Regions from separate parts of the Mus musculus genome. Here region 1 is linked to region 2. Evidence: chromatin contacts called from public Hi-C data. All regions are on one chromosome and are shown on one strand. Each heading gives the region's core, a stretch centred on a gene start, on an enhancer-like site or on the middle of the called end of the contact. The rest is flanking DNA. Distances are from core to core; before and after follow the strand shown. Region 1 overlaps Nyap2 (neuronal tyrosine-phophorylated phosphoinositide 3-kinase adaptor 2). Region 2 overlaps Dock10 (dedicator of cytokinesis 10).

Evidence for each region. A called contact is a pair of places that touch in the nucleus more often than the background predicts.
Region 1: a Hi-C map of the N1E-115 cell line shows a contact between it and region 2, with 11 times the contacts expected there. The contact joins two enhancer-like sites. A contact is called at or near these places in 2 of 15 datasets of contacts at CTCF or cohesin (large pre-B cells and pro-B cells), 26 of 484 Hi-C or Micro-C datasets (B cells, CD4 T cells, the G1E-ER4 cell line and 19 more) and 2 of 115 datasets of contacts at active chromatin or transcription factors (embryonic fibroblasts and memory CD8 T cells).

What each region holds. Positions count from the first base shown.
Region 1 is chr1:81,283,219-81,288,479 of GRCm38.p6, forward strand. All of the region lies in intron 5 of Nyap2 (neuronal tyrosine-phophorylated phosphoinositide 3-kinase adaptor 2), which reads left to right. Among named protein-coding and RNA genes, the nearest start is that of Nyap2, 210 kb to the left of the region's middle. Within about 2 kb of position 3,298, at least 10 of the 459 cell types and tissues checked have an H3K27ac peak or open chromatin away from gene starts, as enhancers often do. A contact at or near this core is called in the N1E-115 cell line, where this site is marked.
Region 2 is chr1:80,719,418-80,724,805 of GRCm38.p6, forward strand. All of the region lies in intron 1 of Dock10 (dedicator of cytokinesis 10), which reads right to left. Among named protein-coding and RNA genes, the nearest start is that of Dock10, 36 kb to the right of the region's middle. Within about 2 kb of position 3,439, at least 29 of the 459 cell types and tissues checked have an H3K27ac peak or open chromatin away from gene starts, as enhancers often do. A contact at or near this core is called in the N1E-115 cell line, where this site is marked.

The DNA of each region.
Region 1 (5,261 bases), core at 2,048-4,547, 560 kb after region 2:
GGGGTGGGAGTGACCTTCCTAAAGCTTTATAGCTAGAGTCTCCTCAGTTAATTATCCACTTGTTATATATGTCAGTACCTCAGGAGACACCGTAAAGCTCAGGGAAGATGACACACAGATGCAAGGGGGTAAAGGGTGTGAGGGAAGGAGTGTCTAGAATCCCAAGTGAGTCTCTAGTGGCCTTCTCCACTCCCCTGTCTATCCACTATAGCTAGTTTTAGCTAAGAACCCAAGGAGCTAAAGGGATCTGCAACCCTATAGGTGGAACAACATTATGAACTAACCAGTACCCCGGAGCTCTTGACTCTAGCTGCATATGTATCAAAAGATGGCCTAGTCAGCCATCACTGGAAAGAGAGGCCCATTGGACACGCAAACTTTATATGCCCCAGTACAGGGGAACGCCAGGGCCAAAAAGGGGGAGTGGGTGGGTAGGGGAGTTGGGGTGGGTGGGTATGGGGGACTTTTGGTATAGCATTGGAAATGTAAATGAGCTAAATACCTAATAAAAAATGGAAAAAAAAAAAGACTGGCGACAGCATAGTATGACTAGAGGAGAGCATTTCACAAGTGTGTTTCCACAGATCAAGTCTGGGCTTTGGGGAGCTATGCAGGTCATATCTCTGTTGGTTCTGCCTGGCAAATAAGCAAAGACACAGAGCAATAGTTGTGAGCTCTTCAGGTGATAGACCGCCAATCCTGGGGGGCTTTCTTTTGAGCCTTGGAAAGCATCCAAAGAAGAGAGATTTTCAAGTTCAAATATGCCCTGAAGCCACAGAGGGGAGAAGTCAGCTAACACTGTGCAGTCAATAAACTTTTTTCCAGTATTTGTCTCTCCCTTGATGGGCACAGAGATTGCATTTCCAGCACTAGGCCAGAGGCTCAAGCAAGGAAGAGGACATTATTCTTACTGGTAACATGCTCTAACAGCCAAGGAGAAGTTTCTTTAAATGATGACCAAATTCTTGATTAATCAAGTCATTTGGATGTTTAGGTTATAGCTCATGATTATTTTTTAACTTGTATAAACTGAATGGTCTCCTTATAGTTTATTTTAAGTGTAGTGTGTGTGTGTGTGTGTGTGTGTGTGTGTGCATGCACATACACCACATTTTTGCAAGTCTATGCAGAGGCTAAAGTGCTTTAGATCCCTTAAAGTTACAGGTGGTTACCAGCTGCCTAGTTAAGATTCTGGGTACCAAATTCAAGTCCTCTGGAAGACAGAATATCAAGTACTCTTAACTACTGAGCCATTTCTGCAGCTACAAACTGAATGAGTTTTTGTTATCAGAGTGAAAAAAACAAAACACTAAGCTTTGGCCTATGTATGACATATGTAATAGAAAGAATTAGACAAATGAAACTCAATTTGTGCACACAAAAGAATGTCATGATTTTTCTGTGCTGCCTTGTTTTATGTCAACCTGACATTGACTAGAGTCATTTTGGAAAAAGGAACCTCAGCTGAGAAAATACCCCACAAGATTGGCTTGTGGGTCAGTAAGCCTGTGGTGATTTTCTTAACTGATAATTGATGTTTCAGAGTTAACCTATTGTGGGAGGTGCCAGCTCTTGGCAGGAAGTTCTGGAATGTATAAGAAAGCAAGCCAGTTAAGAAGCACTCCTTCATGGTCTCTGCCTTAGTTTCTGCACCCAGGTTCCTGCCCTTTGTGTTTCTATCCTGCCTTCCCTCAGTGATAGACTATGCTATAGAACCATAAATGAAATAAATCCTTTTTGTCCTAGTCAGTCATCAATCGGAGGAGAGTCCCTTGGTCCTGGGATGGTTCTATGCCCCAGTATAGGGGAATGCCAGGGCTAGGAATGGGAGTGGGTGAGTTGGGGAGCAGGGGGAGGGGGGGGATGGGATAGGGGATTTTCAGAGAGAAAACTAGGAAAGGGGATAACATATGAAATGTAAATAAAGAAAATATCTAATTTAAAAAAAGAGAGAAAGAAATCCTTTCTTCCCAAGTTGCTTTTGGTTAAAATATTTTATCACAACAATAGAAACTAAGGCATTTTCTGTTTGTATATAAGGTTTTATATGTTTAAACAAATATTTTAAATATTTAAATAGTTACAATACTTTAAAGAACATAAAATTCAAGATAATTAGAAAATTTTAACTAAAAGCCTTACAAATGATATTTAGCACACATTATAGGACCAAACCGGATTACCTCTGTAGATTTTTTGTGTGATATACTTGAAACAATGTTTGTGTGTGTGTGTGCACATGTGTGTTGATTTATTACATTTGATATCATGTCATATCTACTTCATAAGAATCTACACATGCATGGGCAGGAGTTATTAAATAGTTTTTAAAATAATGCTAAGGCTCAAATAAAAGTGTGTAATTTTCAGGATTCTTTGGCAAGTATTATTTTCAAAACAAAGAACAGACTTCAGGTTTTTGAATTTCAGTGGAGTGCTTGTTTAATGACTTATTCAGTGCAACATTATGTGTGGAAAGCTGAGGGGGGGGGAGTTATTAATGGCAGAAATAAAGTCTAACCACAGTACTTCCTTGGGAGCATGTTGTCTGACATTCTGATGACCCCAAGACTGAGCTCTCAAGGCTAATTAGGAAGAATTACATTTAAGCAAGAGGACCGAGAAGGGCTACGGCTTACGATTGGATATATCACATTGTACAGGGGCTAAAAGGAGGTCAGAGAGGCAGCCCATAGCCTGTGTTTGTGATTTGACTCTTACCTTAAAATGTCAGGAAGCCATTTATAGATTTTTAAACCCAGGACTTATGTAATCAAGAGGAGCCTATAATTTATCATCCTCCTAGACCAAGAACAACAGAATTATGGAGATAAATCTGCTGTCCCAAATGGCATGCCTTATAAAACCAAAGGAGAAATGTTTTCTTTGCTCTTTGGTCCACACAATCTTTGTTTCTGTCACTAAGTGAAAGATGCTTGTGGCTGACTGTGTTGTGTTACCATATCATGTTAATTCTTGAAAGCTTGAGCAGCCTGCTCATGCATGTGTGTTGGTTGTTTACCGAAATACAAAACAAGAAAACGATATATACTTGGATGAGTATTGACTCTTCCCACACATCTGTAGGAACTGCACACATCTGTAAAAACCGCAGGTCCTGGGGTGATGAGAAGGTGGCTTATGGCATCTAGGAGCTCATTCTTGCTTTTCCAGGGGCTGACAGTAAAAGCAGCATTTAATAAACTGGGACACACATCTTTGTTTTCTAATAGTTTTATGTAATTTCCTTTAAGCTATTATATTCATACTCCAACTTTGGGGGGAAGTAAGGTGCTAATTACAGCTGCAGTAGAGCAGTCTGAAGTCCAAGAACTGGGTGATATTGACTTCTCTCTGTGCTTGCCTATGAGAGAGTACCTGCCCATGAAGCCAGTCTTACCTCATCTGTTTTATAATATCAACCAGCTACTCACCACATTCTCCCCCTCTTTGTTCTCCCTTCCCTTCTTTTCCTCCCTCCTCTTCCTGTCTTCCTTCCTGTCTCCTTCCCTCCTTCTCTCTCTGATAGTAAACATTAACAAATGGAGGTAATTCCGTTTTATAAATGTGAATGATAAAGTAATTCATCACACATATTATTTTGTATGCATATATTTTGCATAAACTTGATTTCCAATTTAAAACACACACACACACACACACATACAATGTGATGTTGTATAATACAGTGATACTTTGAACACTACAGAAAAAATTGCAATTTGGTCATAATTTCATTCTTGAAAAAAAACAAAAACAAAAAAAACAAAAAAACCCTGTATTTCCAGCTAATCTTAGTTGGGTCTCTTGAGAATTAACCAGCCATAGATAGTTCATCAGCTGATTCAGAGGGTAGTTCTTTTTTATTTGTCTCAGTAAAATATCAGAGCTGCCCAAGAACCTTGAAGGCAGTGTGCTGGCACATGATTCCACCCCAACCCTCTGGGGATGCCCTTTATGATAATGCTCCTATTGGCAGCCCTTGGCTATCCTTGGACAGGGCCCATGGGTACACTACACCAACACCACTCACAAAGAACACTCTTGCTGTTTCTTTGAAAATCCATAGAAGACATTACTTACTATAGCAGAAGGCTCAGTCTGACTTGTGTTAAGGCTTTTGAGACTAGTGCAGGAAGCTTGTTTTTACTGCCATCTACTGTTACCAGAGAGGAACTACAAACTCCAAATCAACTTTCCCTCCTTCCCTCCCTCCCTGCCCCTCTCCCCTGAGTGCTCTAGCTCTTGCTGTCTCACCCTCTCCCTCCTTCAATGGGAAGACTTCATTTTAAAGAAAGATTGGAGACTTTTAAAGAATGGAGAAATTTCAATTTTATAAATATGAACTATAAAACAGATTTTACATTCACCTCCTTTGAAATATGGTTTAAAATAATTTGTTTCATATTGTATTAGCTACAGTCCTCTGCTCTACCAACTGAGCTATTGAAGGCTCTGGCTGGCTAGATGGCTCAGCGGATAAGAGCACTGACTGCTCTCCCGAAGGTCCTGAGTTCAAATCCCAGCAACTGCATTGTGGCTCACAACCATCTGTAAGAGATCTGATGCCCTCACTGTACTCATATACGTAAAATAAATGAATAAATCTTTAAAAAATAAGTTGTTTCATAAATACTCAATTAGTTTTTATCAGAAACCAGTGGTGACCATGCTAGAGTTAAACATCTGAAGGAACTCCAGCCACAGATAGGTAGTTAATGAGGAAAGAATATTTAAGTGGCCTTTTTCTTAACTGTGTATACTCCTCTTCAGTACCCTTCTCAAAGTCAGTAAACAGTAGTATTTGGAAGGGTAGTTGCAATGGTTTTTCATATCAATAAACTCACCATAATGTTGTCATATTAAATGCCATCTTTTTCTCTTGGTCTGCAGAGCACTACTTCCACTTACCATGATTTATAACCTATGTACATAGCAAGCATCAATTCTCTAAGAAGGTCCTAAGTGCAGTTCTGCCATATACTGAGGCATCCCATTATAAAATCAATATATTACATCCACTAATACCGACACTGATCTCAAGAAAAGCCTCCAAATGCTGTTTTTTTCTCGAGCTCATGGTGATAGATCCATGTATTCAGAATTAATTTTTGCCTGAATGTGCAATTTACTACTATCATTGCGACAATAGACAATGCCAGATACCTTTTTGAACCAATGGAATCGCTGCATTAATTTTCAAGAAAATATTTGTCACTTACACAAGCCTGTGGGGCAGAAAACAAAGCATCATGGGACAG
Region 2 (5,388 bases), core at 2,189-4,688:
TATAAATTGAAGATGGGAAAGGTCACTAAAATACACCTACGACCATTGTACCTTTCTATGATGGCTTCTATGTTAGCACGGTTTGGCAAATAGACCTTTCTGGTAATGTCTGTTGAAAGCTTCCAGGGAAGAGGTTGTTGGCTCATGTCCAGTGTCAGCAGTCAAGCTCTTCCTGTCTGTCTGTATATGAGATACAAGCACTCTTTCACCCATTTCCTGTAGCTCTCCTTCTAGTTCCGGAAGTAGATACCCAGTGTTTCGGAGCAGAAACAGGCTTATGCCAGGGGCTTGTTAGCCAGACATCCTAGCCAAAATGTCCAGTGAGAGATTTCAACGCCATAAGGTGAAAGACAGTCGAAAATGAAACTCAAGGAGACTTTGGCTTCTGCATAATAGGGCTCACAGCCAGAGGATGCTAGATTTGAGGATTGACTCTGAGAGGGACAACAAGTGGCTGAAATAGAGTAAAGAAACCAAATGGAAAGAGAGCAGAAGGTAGGTATGTGCTCATGGAGATAGGGTCACACTCTGTCAAGCAGAGAACCAAGGTTCTGGCTGCCTTTTCTCTGTGGGTTTTTTTTCTTGTGTCCGTTTCTAAAGCTGCAAAATTCCTCTACTCGGTCAGATTTCCCAGGGACCCGTACAGAGGCTCCCATGCTTCAAATATTTCCCTTCTTAACATCACCTCTTTCTTGTAGCTATTACTTTCCAGGAACAAAATGAAGGGGACTGGACAAGTGGCAACCCCCTTCCCATTCCTAGTTAGAAGTTTACACACTATAAGGTTTGTTTTCATATGCTTCTTTAAAAAAATTGCCTCTGTTGCTGGTGTGTGAGTCAACACTTAACAGCTGAATGAAAATAAATGAATGAGTAGCAAAGGCATATCACCAAGATGTCTCAGAAGCATCTGGGATTTCTTGGCTCAACATTCTGGTGTTATTTGTATGCTTGATGTTCTCTTAAAATATTTGCATAGATCCACCCCACATTCTCCTTTCTGATGAGAGGGAAGTTCTTGTTCCTTTAGCCCCATTTCTGTGAACTCTTGTCTTCCAGGGTCATACTCTGTCAATCTCCATCCTCCCCTCTGCTGGCTTTTTCTAATAAGTAGCACAATAAATTGTCTTCCACATACTGAATAAACAAATAACATCTCCTTTAACCTTGAAATGTCTGTGACACTCTTTGGCCTTCCCTTGTTGGCAAGCATCCAAAAAAATTCATCTATAGATCCCACATTTCCCTTCATCATTGTCATTTATTTTTAACCCCAAAGTGTCTACTACCAACAGTCAACATCACCAAAGGTGTGCTGGAAGCCCCAGTAAATGATTTTATATAGACAAAAGGTAGTGGGAGTTCTTAGATGCATTTTCCCCTACAAAGCATTGTTCTTGAATTCTCATAGAACTAAACTTCCTGTGAGGATCTTGTCTAGGATGGCATTCACAAGGCCACTACAGTGAATGATACTCTGCTTTGTGACATTAGCATATCAGCTTTCCTTCCCTGTTGTCTCTCTTTCTCTCTTCTCATTGAGTTAGTATTTACTGTGCTGTTCGATGCTATTCTAGGTCCTGAAAATAGTGTAATATGCACTGGGACACAGATAGCTTCCCTTGCCCTCATATACATTGGTAAAAACAATGTATGTATGTGTGTGTGTGTGTGTGTGTATAGCATATATATGAGTATATATGTATATATATGTAAAATTATTCTTTCCTGAGGTAATACTATTCATATATATATTTCTTCATTAATTTTCATGGATTCTTTAGAGTGTTGTATGATTTGTTGACAAATTTTGATAAAGAAAATTTTAAATTTCAAGAAGCAGCCTTTCACAGCTTCCCAACTGAGAATTGCAACTTTACGGAACCCAACAGTGGACACTAAACTGTATTGCACTGCGTAGCAAATGCTCAGACAAGCTCAGCATGGGTTGAGAGCATTATTGTGTGCAGTATCACAGCATCCCTTGGATCATCCTTCAGACTGCATCCTGTCTGATGTCACATGGCACTAAAGCAATTAGTGTTAGACTCACAAGTGACCTTGAGATAGAAACAAAGAGGATTGTCAAGGCAAAAAGAATGTGACTTTCAATTTTATACACCTTTTGTTCAAAAACACAGTGTCTCTAAGGAAGACTTATGATGAGCCTTTTGAAGCCACAAGAGCTATGTCTTTTCAGCTGTAAAACAACATTGAAATCATCCATTTCTCTCTCTCTCTCTCTCTCTCTCTCTCTCTCTCTCTCCCCCTCACCCCCCCCCCACAAGTTTTGCACATCATAGAAAACTGACTTCAGTTTCATTGATGCATTTTCTAATCATCTCTTGCTGGCATTTAAAAACTCAAAGGAAGATTCATGAATGTTAAAGTTCTCTTAGCATCTAGAAATAAATGCTTTGTTCAGAACAATCCTTGGAGAATCATAATTATTATCAAAGTCCTTCATGAAAAACTTCAAGGAGAACACTTCAAAACTGGAAGAAGTGACGGTATCATCCTGAGCATTTCCTGTTCTTGATTCACGGACAGCTATCGTGCCACACTTGTCAGAAGGCCAAGAGAATTTTTAACATGTTCACAGTGTCTCAAGGATGTCCATGTCATTATCAGGGCTGGATAAAGGGGCTGAGATGTGCCAGCTAGTGCCTCTATGCCTTCCTCTCTGAGAAAGGCATAGATAATTCAAGCTATTACTAAGGAGAAAAGCCAACCACTAGCAGCTGTGTTCATTTGCTTCAAAATGTGCTAATTGGAGAGCTCGCCTACTGAAAATGGTTTAATGCTATCTCATGTAAACAACAGGCAGATGAGGACTTTTATGGGCACTGGAGTTATCTTCAGAGTTTTAATCACTGAACTGTGGAGAGATAATATTTCATTCTATTCCAATTGTCATAGCTACCACAAACAGGGTGTCATACTCAATATAAACTGATTGTTTATATTTTGAATGGATAGAGAAGTCCTGGACCAAGTCACTGGTAGATTTAGAGTCAGAAGAGGGATCTGCCTTCTAGGTTACACATGTTAACATCCAAGTTCTCATTTGCTGGAAACAGCTGCCTCAGGCTTGAGTCCATTGATAAGGACTATGCTGCCCTCTAACAACTGGACTCTCATTCCCTCGATCTTTCTGGTTTCACTGCTTTGGTGTTAAGATTGCAACATTTGAATTCTAAGAAGGATAGAGAACTTTTGGACCACCATGGCTATAGAGGGCCAGTCAGTTCAGTCAAGAGGTTTAGATGTGGTGTCTAAGAAGCTATCTGCTGTTGGCCATGTGTGTTGGATAACTGTTATGGGGTAGAAAAATGAAGATAATAAGTTCTTTAAAGACGAGAGGCTCAAGCTTCAGAAGCAAACAGCCTTAGAAGGTAACTCTGCTGGCATTTTCCACATAAGCATCGCCCCCTGGTGTCCACGCAGAGAGGACGCTTCAAGAGCTGTCTTGTAAGAAGGAAGTAATGCTATCCCTAACACCATTTACCCATGTTCTCATTTATCCAGGTCTTAGTCCCTAACTGCACTGCTGATAAAGGCAGCTACAGCATGCAGCATCAAGCATCATACTGAGTTTAAGACAAAAAGCTTCTCCTACTTCTGAGTGTCCATTATTGACAGACATATCATTAATATTTTCCTGGCAGGGATTTCATTAATTTTTCAGTTCTCCTGAACAAATGAGAATATTGAAACACATTGTTTCAGAGGCTACTGGTTACACTGAAAATGGCTACACGATATCTCAGGAGGATGTTCAGACACTCAGCCAGTCAGTCATTTATATCCACAGATGGAGAGGAGTGACAGACCCTGCTTCTCACAGCTTCCTGGACTGGAGGAGTTAAGATTGTCCTAGATTCTCAGTACTCACTGAAGAATTGGAATGACCAGATCCGTGTGGTCTGCACCAAGTGGACAGATAACAACTGACAACAACGACAATGGCAAAGACGATGACACAATGGTGAGGACCACATGACCATGATGATTACATCATAGCCAAAATCCCTGTCAAAGTCAGATCAAGGATTTATAAACTATGGGGGAAAGAGCATCATCTTTCTTTTGTTTCAAACATTCCAAACGGAGTCTCAGAGATGCTTCTCTGTGAGTCACAGTAGAGCTTCCTGTTGAATGCAGCCTGTTCTCTCAAAAGTACGTGTCATAATGGCAATATTAAGAGATACTTAATAATCATGAAATGATGACTAGCAGTTCTCAAGCTCCCAATATCCTCCCACTCCCTTATTTAATCTGCAACACAAATACATTGTTATTACTATAGTAGGCTGAATGGTACCCTATCCCTCAAGACATGCCACCTTCAAATCTCTAGAACACAGAATGGGTCCTGTTTTCAAAAACACAGGTATTTAGAGAGAAGCCATAGGTCTGAAAGTAAGGACATGCTGGATCACACAGAGCAAGAGACAGAGAGTGAAGAGACAGAAGAAAAAAAAACACACAACAACAACAAAAAGCCTTTAAAAGATGTAGGCAGACCCTAGAGTCATATAGTCCAGTCCCCAAATATCTGGTGCTGCTACTACATACTGGGAGAGGCATCACAGACCTGCCCCAGAGATAGAATAGACTTACTGCTTTGCTTTCAGACTTTGGCTTGTGACAAGGCAAATTTCAGATATTACAAGTCACGTGGTAGTCATCTGCACTAGCAGCTCAAGGAAACTCATGCATTCTCAAAGTTGAGAAAGCTGAGGCTCAGAGAGTTTGAGGTAACTTCCCAGAGCTGCGCAGCTAAGCATTCATGTGTGGAAAATAGGGTCATGTTCTAACTGATAGTTTTCCTTACTCCCCCTGTGTTCCAATGACAAGGCCACAGGTTGGCTTCCCAGTCTGCAAAGCATCTGTTTACCTAACAGGGAAGCAAGAATGCTGAATGTGTGCTGAGGCAGAGTTTCAGGGCAGCTTCATCCTGCAACTTTCTGCCTTGAGAATCAATTTTTGTTTGCATTAAAAGAGCCATTAGAGTCTATACATCAGCAATTTCATTCATGTGTGGCCTAGCTTCTCAACTAAGGGATAAGACTGTTCTATACTTGGCCCCCAACGGGCCTGTTTTATTCCTCTAATCATAAGTATAATCGTCTTTACTCATGCTGGGCAATAATACAACGGAGGATGAACATTAAGTTAAACATAAAAAGAGTCTCAAATCAATCAAAGCATCTCATGAAAGTAATTTTAGAAAGGAGAGTAAATTACAGTAGATTTGGAAGGGAACTGAAAGCTGAGACCTCACATTCCTGCTAGGAAAAAATAACCTTCAAACTATTGCACCATGAGACAAAAATTTCAACACCCTCCAGCGGAGTAGGTTAAGGGTTACAAACCCCTAAGAGT